Regions from separate parts of the Ovis aries genome. Here region 2 is linked to region 1. The links are chromatin contacts, called in public Hi-C maps. All regions are on one chromosome and are shown on one strand. The core of a region is the stretch at or near the end of the contact, and the rest is flanking DNA. Distances in the headings are between cores, read along the strand shown. Region 1 has its middle 21 kb from the start of KRT78. Region 2 has its middle 28 kb from the start of KRT80.

The links. Hi-C and Micro-C count contacts between places; a contact is called where the count stands out from the background.
Region 2: a contact with region 1 is called in a Hi-C map of liver, with 5 times the contacts expected there. The contact joins two enhancer-like sites. A contact is called at or near these places in 10 of 16 Hi-C or Micro-C datasets (blood, hypothalamus, liver and 6 more).

What each region holds. Positions count from the first base shown.
Region 1 is chr3:133,531,522-133,539,164 of ARS-UI_Ramb_v3.0, reverse strand. No RefSeq gene overlaps it. Among named protein-coding and RNA genes, the nearest start is that of KRT78, 21 kb to the left of the region's middle. Within about 2 kb of position 4,309, at least 26 of the 54 cell types and tissues checked have an H3K27ac peak or open chromatin away from gene starts, as enhancers often do. A contact at or near this core is called in liver, where this site is marked.
Region 2 is chr3:134,219,826-134,227,468 of ARS-UI_Ramb_v3.0, reverse strand. No RefSeq gene overlaps it. Among named protein-coding and RNA genes, the nearest start is that of KRT80, 28 kb to the right of the region's middle. Within about 2 kb of position 4,163, at least 6 of the 54 cell types and tissues checked have an H3K27ac peak or open chromatin away from gene starts, as enhancers often do. A contact at or near this core is called in liver, where this site is marked.

The DNA of each region.
Region 1 (7,643 bases), core at 3,060-5,559:
TGAGGGAAAAGAGGAAAAACTGGGACACATTACTCCAAACCCATGGGAACCATATATAAATGAGGATGATGGTCCCTACCAGAGGCTTATCATGACAGCTAAGTGAAGTAGCCAAAGCATTTAGCACAGCACTGGCACAGTTACTTGGAGGGAGGGATGGGATCCTAACCGGAAGAAAACTGGAGACAAGATCTCCCCTGCCGAGTCAAAAACATGCCGGCTCTGGCCAAGGCGGATTAGCTGGGCTCATTTACATGTCATTTGCATGAGCCCTGTCGAGCCAACGACACTTGTCACTCCTGTCGCTTCAGAGCCATTGGACCCCACGTTGTCTCTGTCCCTCCCTCGTGGCTTTTCCCAGACTCCTGAGGGCTGGAGGACCCCGAAGGGAGAAGAGAGCCCAAGTCTGGGACCTGGGGTCTGACCTGGGACCCGGCTTCGGGAGAGAGCCCGCACCGTCCCCGGCGCCCAGGAGCCTGGCTTAGGGCGACCCCTGCAGGACGTTCCCAGAACAGAGGCGAGGGAACGGGCCGGCGCCGGCTCCGCCCAGCTCCTCGCGGGGCGCGGCCGCCCAGCCCCTTGGCCTCCCACGTGCAGCGCCGCTCCCCGGCACCTGGAGTCGGGGGCAGACCCCCGCACCATGCCCCGATCCTGACAGAATCCAGAAACTCGCATGCCTCCTCCCAACTAGCCGAGACCAAGGGGTCCATGGGGATTGTAGCAAGCACCAACGCAGGAACCTTTGGGAGTTCTCGGCAACACTCCCAACACCTCTCCTAAGATACCGCTGTTTCTGTGCCAGTGCCCACCTCGGGCATGATGCTCCCATCCTGCAGCCCAGAACGGAAGGGATTGTGGTTTTATCTGTGGAAGAATTTAGAGAGCAGAGAGGACTGTGAAGGGAGAAGCCTTCACTGCCTGTACTGAAGGTGAGCCCACCAAGAGCCCCACTGCCCCCCACGCACCAGGGCTGCAGCTAGCTGGACTGAAGCTAGGCCTCAGTGTTTCCCCACAGTGGTGCCCTCACGGGCCCCTCCCCATCCAGTTCATCTGGGAGGGGAACAGGGGAAATGCTGAGACTGCACCATTTGACTAGGAGGAAAAAAATGTCAAAAATGCTCTGAGCCTGCAGTTTGCTTGTTGACAGCCACACAGGCTCACAATCCTGCTTTCCCTGTGGGGCTCCCTTGCCGGCCGCCCTGGCCTTGGCTGGGCGTGTGAATGGGGGCAGAAGAAAGGGCAGGGCGCAGGGTGTGTGTGTGAACAAGTGAGGTCATTCTCTCTGGGTGGCTCCTTTTAATTAGCACCTGAAAAACTCCCAGCCAGCAAAATTGGATCTTGGCAACTGGGATCCCCACCCTTCTGGCTCATCCCAGCCCTGGAGGGCAAAAGGGGGCAGGAAACCTGAAAGCAGGAAAGAAAAGGGTCTGTTGCAGGCCAGGGCATTTGAGAAGTCTTCCTAGTCCCCTGGGCACCCATTGTCAGGACATGGCCACACTCGAGGGCCAGCTGGTCTCTAGGAAGCTTGGGCTGGGTTGTGGGCAAGTGAAGGTTGGCAAGACATTATTGAAATCATCCTCTTCCCCCCCCAATCCCCACTCCAAGGGAGACCAGTCTCTGAGGGTGACCAGTGTCCCCGCCCTGGAGGTTACATTACAGGTCATTACAACCACATCCAGTCCTTGCAAGACTTTCTGGCCTCCCTTTGGTCATTTGCAACATTAAAGCAGAGTCACCTGGTATCTCATGGCAACCCCCACAATCTAGTCCCCACAGTGGGAAGCAGAGGTTTACTCCATGCAGGCGACAGAGCAAGCCTGTCCAACCTCCCTCAAGACCCCCACTCCCACGGTCCAGAGGACACCCCCGCTGGACCTGCCCACATTCTTCTTCTCCCTCAAAACCCTCCTCTGGGCAACTGCCTGATAACCTCCCCAAGTCTGTGAGACCTTCTGGTCTGGTGTGTTCAGGTCCCATGTATAGCATGAGCCTCTCTGTTCCCTGGATCTGACACCCTCCTCCCCATCAGGCTGGAGTCCCTGAGGACACAGCCTGAGTCCCCTTCCCAGCTCCTAGGATCAGATGGCATGCAGGAAGGGCACAGCCCTGTGAAACAAGGGAGACTGGGAAGGAGGGGTACCGCCAGCATTGAGACTCGGGCCTTTCTGCACGAGGAGACAGGAGCCCTGGGTCAGTCCCGCTGCTGCCTCTACACACTCACAGTGCGACCTCAGACCCGGGGCCCTCCGTCTTGGGTCTGTGTCAGTAACCTTGGGGTGCCCTTTCAGCTCTGACAGCTTATGCTACCGGGAGTATCCGGTATCCTTGTGTGTTAATGGAGAGAGGGGACTGGAAGGCAAAGAGAACCTGCTTAAAGTAGAAGACCAGTTTGCTGTGGCCACGGTTTCTCAGAAAAGAGCTGGAGGCAGCATTCCCTCTAGCTTTCCCTGAGACCCGAAGAACCACTCACAAATGTCCCCACCTCTGGGGACAGCTGAGGGTCCAGCAAGAGCTGGGGATGCGGAGCACAAGACGAAGTAGAAGGTGGTCCAATTTCTAGATGAGTAAGTTCTAGATGCTTCAACATGGAGCATGCAGCAATACTATGTTGTACAGGTAAAATGTAAGAGGGTAGATCTCAGGTTAAGCATTCTTATCACGACAAAAATAAATAGTAGAAGCTTCCTGAGAGCTGTCCAGAGTCCAGGGGAATCTAAGCCCAGAGGGGTATTCCCAGCTCCAGATGTTCCCCTTCTGGCTGCTTCCAGGGCCCAGCAGCCAAATGCTCACAAACCACTACCCTCCAGGGTCCACCAACCCAGAGAAGTGGTGGGGACAGGGCCACCCTGCCGGCCCTCAACCCCTCCCCAGAGAGCCAGGCCACCATGCCCCCCACCAACCCCACAAATCCTTGGGGTCCCCCACCCTGGGGCTCAGAGTGTTGCCAGAAAGTGGAGCCTGATTTCAGGTGACAGTGGAGACAGGATGAGGTGACTGTTCTCAGGGCAGAGAGGGGCGTGTTGGAAGAATGAAAGCGTCCTCTCCCTGGGGCTGAGTGGGAGCCTGAGCAGGGCAGGCACCGCCCGACGCTGAGGCCTCCGCCCCCCGCCCAGCTGGGCTGGCTGTTCCCATCACACCCTGGGCAGTAAAACTTGCTTTTATGGTTGTTGCAGAGGTTGCTGTTTTTCTGGGGGCGGCAGTGGGGGCACGGGGGTGGCTGTTTGTGTTTCTATATGCAAGCACACCTGGTGCTTGCCTGTGTATTGATGTCTGAAGTTTGGTGTGTGTGTGTGTGTGTATTGGTGTGGGTCTATGAGTGTGCTTGTGAGGATATATTCTTGTGGGTCTGGGAGATCATTATAGCTATGTTTATTGAGTTATTACAATGTATCAGGCACTCTCTAGGTGTTTTGTTTTTTTTTTTCCTTGAATCCTCCCTGTAAGGAAGGGATTCTAGCTATCCCCATTTTACAGGTAAACAGTTGGAAAAATCTGATGACAGACTCAAAGTCAGGAAAGTAGAAAGGAACAGAGCTGTGATGCTTGCCTATTGTGCTGAAAATGTCTCTGTGTTACATGTACGTGAGGATCTGGACAGGTCTGTCTGTGTGTCCACATAACCTCTAAGTGCTCAGGGGAGTCTGTGCATACCTGCCTGTGTGTCTGGATCAAGCCTGGGCCCTGGCCAGGTGGGGCTCAGTAGCTGGGATCACCAGAGTCTTAGGAAGGACAACCTGAGAACAGTGACTGTCATGTCTGAAGCAGAAAACAGAGCTTGTGATGTGGCTGACTCTGGCCAGAGAACTTTTGCCATCAAGACTGTGCCAATGTGGGCCAGCACAGTACCAGACCCCAAACACAAAGCCAATCTAGTCCCTTCAAGGAGGGGACAATCTGGGGAGAGCTCACAGGGCCGCCAGAGGAGGCCATTTCGCCACCCCGTCCGCACCCCATGGGGTCTCAAAAAGAACACGACTGAGCGACTGAAAAACAACTCCCACCCCATCGCCGTCACTGACAGAGTCACTCCTGCCCCTAACCAGCAGGTGGAAATGGCAGAGAGGGGGACCCCAGGGGAGGGACTGAGACTTCCTGGCTGGGAGCTCTGTTCCCTGAGAGCCCCGTGCTCCGTCTTCTGCACCTCGTTCCCCAGGCAGGGACCACGGGCTCCTTCTGGCCGGGTGCCAGGTCGGGGGCTCCATCGGGCCACCTGCGACGGGGGGCCTGGGAACCTAGAGGCCGGCGGCCCACGGCGGGGGGCGGGGCCGGAGCGCTAGGCCGGGTGGCGGCCGCCGATTGGCTGAGCCCTCGCGCTCCCACGGGAGAGGTGGGGGGGAGCGGCCTGGGCGGCTCCGGAGGCCGCTCTGTGACTCACCCTCCGCCCCACCCCTGGAGCTGGACTGGCGCCCAGCGGCTGCCACCGAACACCCGCCGGCTAAGCTGGGACAGCCTGACTCAGCAGGGGGCGCGGGGCCTGCCTGCCGCCCTCTGCGCGTCCCCCCCAGGGGCGAGGGGGTGGGGAATGCGTGTCCACCCTTCTGGAAGAATCGGGGCCCTCTGGAGGGGAAGGATGTCTGGTGTGCGGTCTTCAAGGGTCGTCGTTGGGGTGCTGGGGATTTCTGTCCCTCTGAAATGGGAGGCTATGTCCTCTCTTTTTGAGGGTGTCTTCCTCACCTGGATCTTTGTGGGTTTAGCTAATGGACGGTGGTCTTTTGGAGCCTGCAAGTTGACTTTTTGTGGGTATCATTCTATGACCACCATTTCAAGATCATTTCCACAGGCCCCTCCACACAGCTTATGGGTGCCCCCTCAATGCCACTCTCCGAGAGGGGTGCAAGGCCCAAGGCGCTCTCAAGACAGGCGGGGCCGTGGGGGCCCTGGCGGGGGCTGCATGTTTGGAGAGTTCTCCAGCCATGGCTTTGCTCATCTCCACACTGCAGGGCCCCTGACGGTCAGATCTCAGATGCTACCTCGAGACCAGGCTCCAGACACCTTCTCCAACCCCTGTGGCTCTTTCCTGCAAGATCTCAGGGTGATCTTCAAGTGTTCTCAAAGTGATCCCTTACACTGAAGAGGATCCACATTTGTCCAGAGACTCCTGTGTCTGTTTACCTACTGCCGGGAGCATCCTGTTCACCTGTTGCTTGTCAGAGCAACTCCAGAAATAAACAGGAGAAACTGAGGCATAGAGCATGGCTTGCCCAAGGTCCTACAGGTGTGGTGTGTGAGTCTGAATTTGAACCCAGTTCTGCCATGTGCTCTTCCCACTGGCCCTGGCCGTGGCCGCCCCCTGAGCTCCTAGCTGGTATGGCCTCTGTTTGGCCCCATGACACTAAAGCACACTTGGGAGGCAAACAGCCGACTCCGCAGGAGGCCCAGTTCTCAACTTCACCACCCAGGGTTCCTGTCTCCAGGAAGGATCCCTGAGGGCTGAGAAGGGGTGGGGTAAGGAGCAGAAAGAAGCTGAGTGTCAGCACATGTGGGCTTTTCAGGAGGCAACAGGAGGTATGTGCCAGGTGCCAGGGCTGAGAAGCGACCGTACGTGCACGGTGACCGTGGGACCCACACACACCAAGGCACATATCCAGTGGCTTGTGAGGTCGTCACACACAGAAACACAGACACGCGTAGGAGTGTATCACACTTACACATGCATGTTTCACATGGTGCACACATGGTCTTTAGGATTGTTACAAACACAAGCATATTGTAATGGATCAGTGGACTGGTTACACAGAGTTGCACTGGTTTGTGGGTCGTCACACACACACTATCAGAACCTTTAAAGCAGGAGCAATGGTGGAGTGGGAAGAACACATGAATTTGTTGCAGGAACAGATTGGTCCCAGAGCCTAGCCAAGCTCCAGTTCAGGAAACCCAGACCCTCCCCGTCCCCACACCACCTACCCTGGACAGGCCACTACCAACCACTGGCCCTCTGCACTCCAGACCCAAGACCTGAACTACTCACATACACACAGAGAGACCTGCACACACATGTAACCTTGGAGAAAGCCTGCATTGACTGAGGCAGTTGTCTGCCACAGACGTGACCTACAGAAGTCACGTGCATCTTTCCAAAAGGGGCCACAGCCTTCCCATAAACACATCTGTGCAAGACCCTCACACAAACATGCCTGGGTGCCAGTCACACACACAGAACCACCTGTGGCCCTCACACAGGCCCATGGATCCATGCATACAAGAGAGAAATTTGCTGAATCAGGAAACTCAAACTGAGGCTCTGTAACAACCTAGAGGAGTGGGAAAAGATGGGAGGCTGGAGGGAGGTTCAAGACGGAGGGGACATATGTATACCTATGGCTGATTCATGCTGATGTATGGCAGAAACCAAAGCAATGATCCTTCAATTAAAAATAAGTATTTTTTTAAAGAGAGAAAAACAGATGCATAAGCAAATCAGTCACACAGGCACCCATAAGACTAAGCAGGCACGGACACCCTGCCCTCAGCACAAAAGGAATCCTCTCAGCTGCCCCTCAACCTTCCTTCTTGGCCAGACAAGGTCCAGGCTTGCCCCATCAGCTCTATCCCCTCCCTGGCCCAAGACAGACCCTGCCCTGCCTGCCCTGGCCTGCTTGGGTGGGGCCCCGCCTGCTCCCAGCGCCAGCTGCCAGCTCAGCACAGGGCAGGGTGCCCCATGCTGCTGGCTGCCGCTCTGGCATGTCGCTGGCCCCACCCCCTCCTCCCAGGCCTGCCTGCCACCTCAGCATCTGGGCCACAGCCTGGGTTCCACCTAGCTTGTTACTGCAGGCAGTGGGCAGGGCGACTGACCACCAGAGCTGGGAGCCAGGAGAAGGGGCCCACTGGCAAGACCCTCGGGAAAAGGAACAGTCCATTGGCAGCCTTCCACCACCACCACCCACTGTCCCTTCTCCTTCTCCATCGACCTCTGGGTAGAGTTACAGCTCTCCCGGTGCTGTCCCCTCACCCATAGACATCTGTGCCCAAACACAGGCTCCCCAGCATGCAGACACAACCAGCCCTTCTCACAGCCCCACATACGCAGCCCTGCATGCACAGCCACCCAGCCACCCACTCCCAGCCTGTCACACCCAGTGCCCCAACATTACCAGACACAGCAAACCCCCACCACACACAGGGTTCCATGCAGTCTCTGTAAAATATGCAGTGGGAAACAGTGTCCCTGTGCATGTCCAGTCACTCAGACCTGCACAGCGTCCCTGGGTGTTTATAATTGTCCCAGACACAATCAAGCCAGTTCCATCCTGGGAGTGCTGGTTTTAGGGGGCAGGTCTTTGTACCCTCCTTGTGTTTGCAGTTCTAGGACATTGAGGTGGATTTCGTTAATTCTTGTTCTGTCTGTATGTTGGAGCTATGACAAGCCTGTCCGGGGCGGATGTCACCCCAGCAGCCATGCCCTCCCAAGTCTGGCCCCTTGGGGAGACAGGCAAAAGTCAGAACCTCCCCCAAGATTCTCTCCTCCTCCGCCCTCTGGAGACCCCACCTTCAGAGTCAAGGCACAGGCCTCTAAAAAGGCTCCACGTGGCCTCCAGTGCTTGCCCTGCACTTTCCTCATCTGGCGCTGGTAGCATGGTGTGTTCAGCCTGTGAAAACCCGTCAAGCTGTACACTTCTAAAAATTGTGTCTTCTTATTTATT
Region 2 (7,643 bases), core at 2,914-5,413, 690 kb before region 1:
ATTGGCTGTCTGATCCAACTGGGCTTCACAGAGACCCTAGGCAGGGCGCTCAAGCTCTACTGGAAAGGGGGCAGTGTCTGCTAGGTGCCCAGCACCGGCCTTAACACAATGGCCATGGAGCTTAATACAAATCGCCAGAGTCTCCCTTGCGGCAGACCTGCACATTTCTTCTATAGCTCTCTAATGAGCACTTGCTGAGTGCCTGGCCCTTTGTGAGACCCTCTGGGTACAGTGATGAGCACTGTCGCGTGGGGTAGCACCTGCCTCCAGGAGCTTAGGTTCCAGTGGGCACAGGCATCCTATGGCTTGTCCTTTGATTCTCCAAAATGGAAAGAAAGTGAAAGTCGCTCAGTCATGTCCAACTCTCTGTGACCCCATGGAATAGTCCCTGGAATAGTCCATGGAATTCTCCAGGCCAGAATACTAGAGTGGGTAACCTTTCCCTTCTCCAGGGGATCTTCCCAATCTAGGGATTGAACCCAGGTCTTTTGCATTGTACGCGGATTCTTTACCAGCTGAGCTGCCAGGGAAGTAATGACAAAACACAAAGGTTGATATTGAAAATTCTCTTATTTCTTGTCAAATACCAGGCTGGGAAGATTCCAGATCTTACTGTTCTGCTCTGGTCCTCTGTCTCTGACCAGAGAAGTCAGAATCCGACTCTCTGCTTCAAACTCTCCATCTGACTCAGTGGAGGCTAGAGTCTAGTAATGCCCTCGAGGCCGGGCACAGCCTGGCCCCCAGCTTGACCAGTCTCCTCTCATTCTACCCACCCCGTCCCTCCACTGCCGCCTCCTCAGTGGCTTCCTTGCAGGTCCTCAAATGTGCCAGGCAGGTCCTGCCTCAGAGCCTTTGCCCTTGCTGTTCCCAGGCATCCATGCGGCTCCCTGCTTCACCCCATGTGGGTTCTGATGAAATGTCCCCTTCTCACTGAGGCATTTCTTAATCTCCTATGACTCACCCCACCCGCAACATTTCCTATGCACATTTCCACTTAATTTTCCTCCATGTTGTTGTTGTTATGTAGTTGCTAAGTTGTGTTTGACTCTTTGTGACCCTGCCAGGCTCCTCTGTCCATGGGGTTTCCCAGGCAAGAATACTGGAGTGGGTCGCCATGTCCTTCTCCAGGGGATCTTCCTGACCCAGGGATGGAACTCACGTCTCCTGCATTGGCAGGTGGATTTTTTTACCGCTGAGCCCCCAGAGAAGCCCAGTTTTTCTTCATAGCATTTATCATTTCCATCTGGCCACCTGTATCTTTTATAATATATTTCTTTCTTATCTGTCTCTCCCCATGAAAATGTAAACTCCATGTGAGCAGGGATTTGGGCAGATTTGTTTACGCTGTCTTCTCAGAGCCTAAAACATGTGTGGTACACGAGGTGTCAATAAAATATTTATCAAGTGAGTGTTGAGAGCTGGGTCTGAGTGGCACGCATCTCTTGGTGACAGGGGCTGATGGCAGGGAGGTGCCTGACTTTTAGGCCTCAGCTGAATCGCAGCTGCCACAAACCTGGGGGTGGGGAGGAGGAGAAGGCAGGAGTGTTTTGGTTCTTTCTTGCTCTTTTTGGAACGGAAGTTGAGTGGCTATGGTAATATCCACCAAACACGCCTTAGTTGAAACAGGGCGATGCAGGTCTCTCCCTTTGAAAAAAATTAATTACAAAAATACAGCAATATTTTCTTTGGTGTTTTCTTCCTTTCCTTCCTTCCTTCTTCCTTTCTGTTCTTCCTCAGCTACCTCCCATCTCTACCAACCACCAGTCTAGTCTCTGTTTTGGTGAGTCTGGTTTTCTTGAATTCCTCACATGAGCGAGATCATGCAGAATCTGTCCTTCTCTGTCTGACTTCCTTCTCTCAGTACAATATCCTCATGGTTCATCCATGTTGTTACAGATGGCAGGATTTCCTTCTTTCTATGGCTTAGTATATATACCACAACTTTATCTCTGCAGTAGGTTATTTCCGTATCATGACTGGAAGAAAGTTGTCTGAACTGCAGATATCTCTTCAAGATAGTGATTTTGTTTCCTTCAGATACATACCCAGAAGTGGATCATGTGGAAGGTCTATTTTTAATTTTGGAGAAACTTCCAAACTGTTTTCTACAGTGGCTGCGCCAATTTACATTCTCACCGACAATGCACAAGCTTTCCTTTTTCTCCACTTCCTTACCAACACTTGCCGTCTTTCTGATGATAGCCATTCAGGCAGGTGTGAGACGCTACCTCACTGTGGTTTTGATTTGCGTTTCCCTGATGATGAGTGATGCTGAACATCTTTTCATGTGCCTGTTGGCCATCTGAATGTTTTCTTTGGAAAAGTGTCTATTCAGTTCCCCTGCTCATTTTTAATTGGATTATTACTGTTGTTATTTGCTAATAAAAAATCAGATTGGGGTATAGTTGATTTACAATGCTGTGTTAATTTCAGGTGTACAGCAAAGTGAATCTGTTATACATATACAGACATCCACTCTTTTTAAGATTCTTTTTCCTTATATGCCATCAGAGAGTATTGAGTAGAGTTCGCTGTGCTATATAGCAGGTCCTTCTTAGTTATTACTGTTATCTGCTATTGAGTTTATGTGAATTCTTTATATATTGATAATTCAGATATTAACTTCTTAACAAAGATATGATTTGCAAGTATTTTCTCTCATTCTGTAAGTTGCCTTTTCATTTTGTGGATGGTTTTTTTTGCTGTGCAGAAACTTTTTAGTTTGATGTGTCTCACTTGTTTATTTTGGGGAAATGTCTGTGTTTCTGAACAGAGGGTTCCCAGCAGGGGGCTTGTAGGGTTACACATTCTCCACCGGGTCACACGTGCAGTACACCTTCTGGAAGCCAACATGGGCCCTGGCCACCTTGGCAGAACAGTAGCCTGGTCTTTAAGTTCCAACTGTTCCCAGTAGAAGGGAAACATGTCACCCGTCCATTCCCTGCCCCATGTCCAAGAACCAGCCTCTGGGGCCCTCACTTGAACTCTTGGGTTTGAGTAAGGCCAACCTTTCAGCCCAAGGGATGGTGTTGAATCTGTGTTTATCTCTTATCTCTAGATAAGGAAATGGAAACTTATCTCTAGAAGGAAATGGAAACCCACTCCAGTATTCTTGCCTGGAGAATCCCATGGATAGAGGAACCTGGCAGGCTATAGTCTATGGGGTTGCAAAAAGTCGGGCATGACTGAGTGTCTAAACAACAACAACAGTAAGTCCCCTACATATGAACCTTCAAGTTGTAGACTTTCAAAAGACGCAAACATGCATGCTTGTCCCTGTATGCCAGCTGTGGTACTGTACTACTGTATTTTTCAAGGTACTGTACTGTAAGATTAAATATATATTTTTTATTTTGTTTGGCTTGTTTTGGATGTATGTATTGTTAGTGTGAAAAGTATTATAAACCTATTAGAGTACAGTATTATATAGCCAATTGTGTTAGTTGAGTAACTAGGCTCAGCTAAGTGCAGCTGGCCTTACGAACAAACTGGACTGATGAAGCTAGTCTTGGAATGGAACTCGTATACAAACAAATGGCAGGGACTTACTGTACTTCAGCTTTCTTGCTTTATTCTTTACCCCTTCAGTACGTACACTTTCAGCTCTTTGCATTGAATCCTGTCCTTGAAATGCCTAGTCTGGTTTCCTGACCAGAAAGAATCCCAGCTGATGCATTAAAAAAAGGAAAATCAACAAGACAAAGCAGGTTGCGCTAAACACTAGGAAGAGCACAAGGCAGGGAAATAATGGAATAGAAAATGAAAAGTAGTGTGGAGGCAGTAGGGGCTAGGGGCTATTTTCAACTGGCAGGGCTTTCTGAGGAGGTGATGTTTGAGTCGACAAACGAGAAGGAGCCAGACCTAGGGGGTGAGTATTCCAGCTGCGGTCAGGGTCTCTGGGGCGTGTGAGCTGTGAGCCCCTCAGTGGAAGCCTGCCCTTGTGGGTGATGATTGAGGGAGTGGCAGCGAAGAGAAGAGATGGCTTAGTTTGTGGCCCCAGCTCGGAGGATTTAGCCCTGGGAGCCTGACATTTGGTTTAAGTATCGGCTTGGAAACGGAGTCACGTCTCCCTTCTTCCCGCCCCACCCTCCCTGGGGGAGGGAAGCCTCTGCGCGTGGCTCCCGCTCCTTAGACGTGCTGATCTTGCCGCGGCCAGTAGAGGGCAGTGGTTGCTGAGGTGCGTGCAAGCTGGCGGCCGACCTTTCCCCTAGTGTTAACTTGGCCGGTCAGCTTTCCCAGGGAACCGGGTTGGGTAACTTCCCTTCCCTTCTCTAATCCCCAGTGCCCCCAAACAGATCTCTGAGCCCTGGCCTCTTCTTGGAGGGGTTGGGAGTAGGGGAGGGAGATGCAGGTGAGGCTGGGCCGATGTGCAGACCCTCGCCTAACCATTCCTGGCCGAGTTCCAGTTCCAGTGGGCTAAGGGAAAGGCTCTCACAATTAGCATATTTGCTATTGTTACAGGAAAGGGGGACCCCTTTCCGGGCCCTAGAGTCAGCTCTCGTCTAACACTAGGAAACGAACTGTCCAAGGAGACACACATGAGCTGACGCAGCAAGGGGATTTATTGGGAAGGGTGGCCAGCCAGGATGCGGAGGAGGGTAAGGGAAACCCAGAGGACTGCTCTGCCATGTAGCTCGAAATCTCGGGTTTTATGGTGATTGGATTATTTTCCAGGTTGCCTTTCACCAGTCACTGTGACTCAGGGTCCTTCCTGGTGGCCCATATATCGCTCAGCCAAGATAGGTCCCAGAAGGACCTTCTCCCAGAAGGATTCTGGGAGAACATGTGGACTGGAGTCTCTCCTGTCTCCTCTTGACCTTTCCCAAATTCTTCTGGTCTATGGTGGCTTGTTAATTCTGTGTTTCTTACCAAGATCTCTGGTAGTAAAATAACTCATACCAGTGGTTACTGTGGTGCCTGGCCAGGGTGGGCAGTGTCATACTTCCCCTAACACTATTATTTTTATTTTAAAGCATTTAGCATGTGTTAGGCACCGTTCTTTTATCATGCGTCATCTCTTTAAAACTTCACACCAGATTTATGAGGTAGGTACTCAGTCTCCCAGAGGTTGCCCAAGATCACACAGCAAGAACTAGGATTTGCTCTACTCGCCACATCTCAATTCCTCTTCTGCTGCCTCCAAGGAGGGCGTCTTGCCCAGGGAATTGAGATGAGTAGGGAAGGGATGAGCAGAAGGGGATCATGAAGGGGCTGACCTGCTGGAGCACTCATCTGCTCCTTTATTCTGCAGGTGAAGAATCAACCCCAGAGAGGGGACAATGCCTTGTCAAGGGTCCCACAGAGATCACATGGTTGGCCACAACCGAGGGGACTTGGGCACTACAGGGGACCATGAGTTAGATCCTGGGCAGAAGCGGGAATTCCCTGGAGGGCAAGGACACCTCTATACCCCTTTGTACCCCACTCTTCCCTGCTGTCCCCAATACAGGGGCAGCACATGGCAGATGCTCATAAAGTCCTCCACAGTGAGTCAGTCTTGCATCCCTCAGTAGCTGTAGTCATCTGCCATTCATGACTTCATTCATTTATTCAGCATTTAGCAAGCTCTGACTGAGTGCTCGGCACCATGCTAGATGCCAGGATGCACAACTGAATAAAAGACGGTGCCTGCACCTGTTGGCTTATCTCCTGGTTACAGGGGGTTACTGCGTGTTGCAGGGGTTACCCCCCGTTACGACTCATGCACCCATGGTTTTCCTCATTCCTCTGCTCAGCCTGGCACTTACGGCCTGCTCTCTGCCCTGGCCAGAGGCTGAGCAATCTGCTCTACTTCCTCCCCCAGGCCATTTCCACTCCCTTCTTCTTTGCCAGCCCAGATACTCCCTCCTCCAGGAAGCCCTCTGACTGAGTCCCCCAGCTGCTCGACAGACCCCAGTGCTGAGGTCTTGAGCTTTGCCTGGGTATCTTTGGTTCTATCTGTCTCTGTTTCTGTGTGAGGCACTTCCTGCCTCCCTTCCACCATCAGGCTCTGGAGTTTCCCAAACACAGGGACTGCCTTCCTTCCAGCTGTTTCTCCTCAGGCCTCAATAGACCAGAAGAGGCAGGAGGGGAGGTCATGCTGCCAACTTTTAGCACACAGAGCCTGCCTTGGGCTCTGGACCCCAGAGCCTCTTGGAGGAAGAATTCTCTGGAATCAGTAGGGCACTCTCTTGACAGTCCTGGCCTGAGACCCCTGAGCCCTAATCTTTCATGCTGAGCCTGGGGACTCAGGCTGGGCTCCAGCTGTTGGGTACCCACTCAGCCCCAGCACCCTTTGAGTTTGAAGGTTGGGGCCTTTAGTATCCACTTCACCAAGTCCTGGCCTTGGCTGCTTTACGTCCCTGTGGCGGAAGTCTAGAGGTGAAAAATGGTTCCAGTGAACCGACATGCTTTCTTTTACCTGCTGGGTGACCAGAGCTATAGTGCTTGGCCTCTCTGGGCTTCTGCTAATGATACCCGTCCTGCTCGTCTCACCAGTGTTTGAGAGGACTAGAGATCAAGGAGAAGAAAGAGCCAAGCCCACGTAGGGGCTTGTTTTTGTTGTTGTACTCAGAACAGGGGTGGTACCCTCGGCCAGGTGTTTACTGATTCACTCTAGAGGCCAGGAGTGGGAAGGAGAAGGAGGGAGCTCTCATGAGGAAGGGGAATCTGGCTCCAGACTTCCTGACAACTAGTCAGGATCTGCCAGCAGGAAAGGGGCAGGAGAGTTTCTTGTTTGGATAGGGAGGCCGCAGTTTCTCTCCCTCCCTCCCTCCCTCCATTGCTTCCTTCCTCTCTCCCTCTCCACACCCTCTGCCTTCGTTCTCTCTCTCTCCTTCTCCTCTCTCTCTCTTCGCGGAGTTACAGTGCTCCTTCAACAGGCCTGGCATTGCACTGACACCTGGGACACAGAGGCCAAGGAGATATGCCTTCGCCTTCATGGGACTTTTAGACTAGGAGACTCGGGCTGGGAGGTACACCGTTCATTTATTCTTTAATTTTACTTTGACTGAAAACTTGCTATGCTCTGGGCACTGTGCAAAGCCCTGGGGAGGTAATGGGATACAGTCCCTGCCCGCAAGGAGTTTAGAGGATAAAAGGCACACAAAGAGGCAAGGAAGCACTGCTAAAGTAGAGGATTAGGGAGGCTAGGATGCAGAGATAAATTCTTCTGGATTTAAGTGTGTATCCGTAAATGTCTGTGAGATGAGTGACCCTATGTGCAGAGCTTTCTTAACAGCTTAACAGTCAAAGAATAAAATTGTTTTAACTAAAGGCTAATAAATAATGCTACATGTGAAGCAGTCAAAATAGTACATAAACGGAAACTTATGGTCTTTAGAGAATCTTATACTGAAAAAAAAGAAAGATGGAAAGTTAAAACATTTAACTCAAGTTGAAAGCTGATAAATTCAAAGAAAGCAAAGGAAAATAAATTACAAATAGGGTTTAAAAATGTAATATTTATTATGAATTCAGTGTCAGAAATTCAAATTCGTGTTCAGAAATTCATAATTCAGGAGTTAATAGAATAGAAAACAGAGATAATATAAGTAGAGAGCTGGGCTCGGTTCCAGGACCTTCCTGCATAGGAATGGGGTTTGTCCATCATTTCTTCTGAGTTTTGAGAGCAGAGCCCATCTCTTAGCGGCCCAGGAGAATGG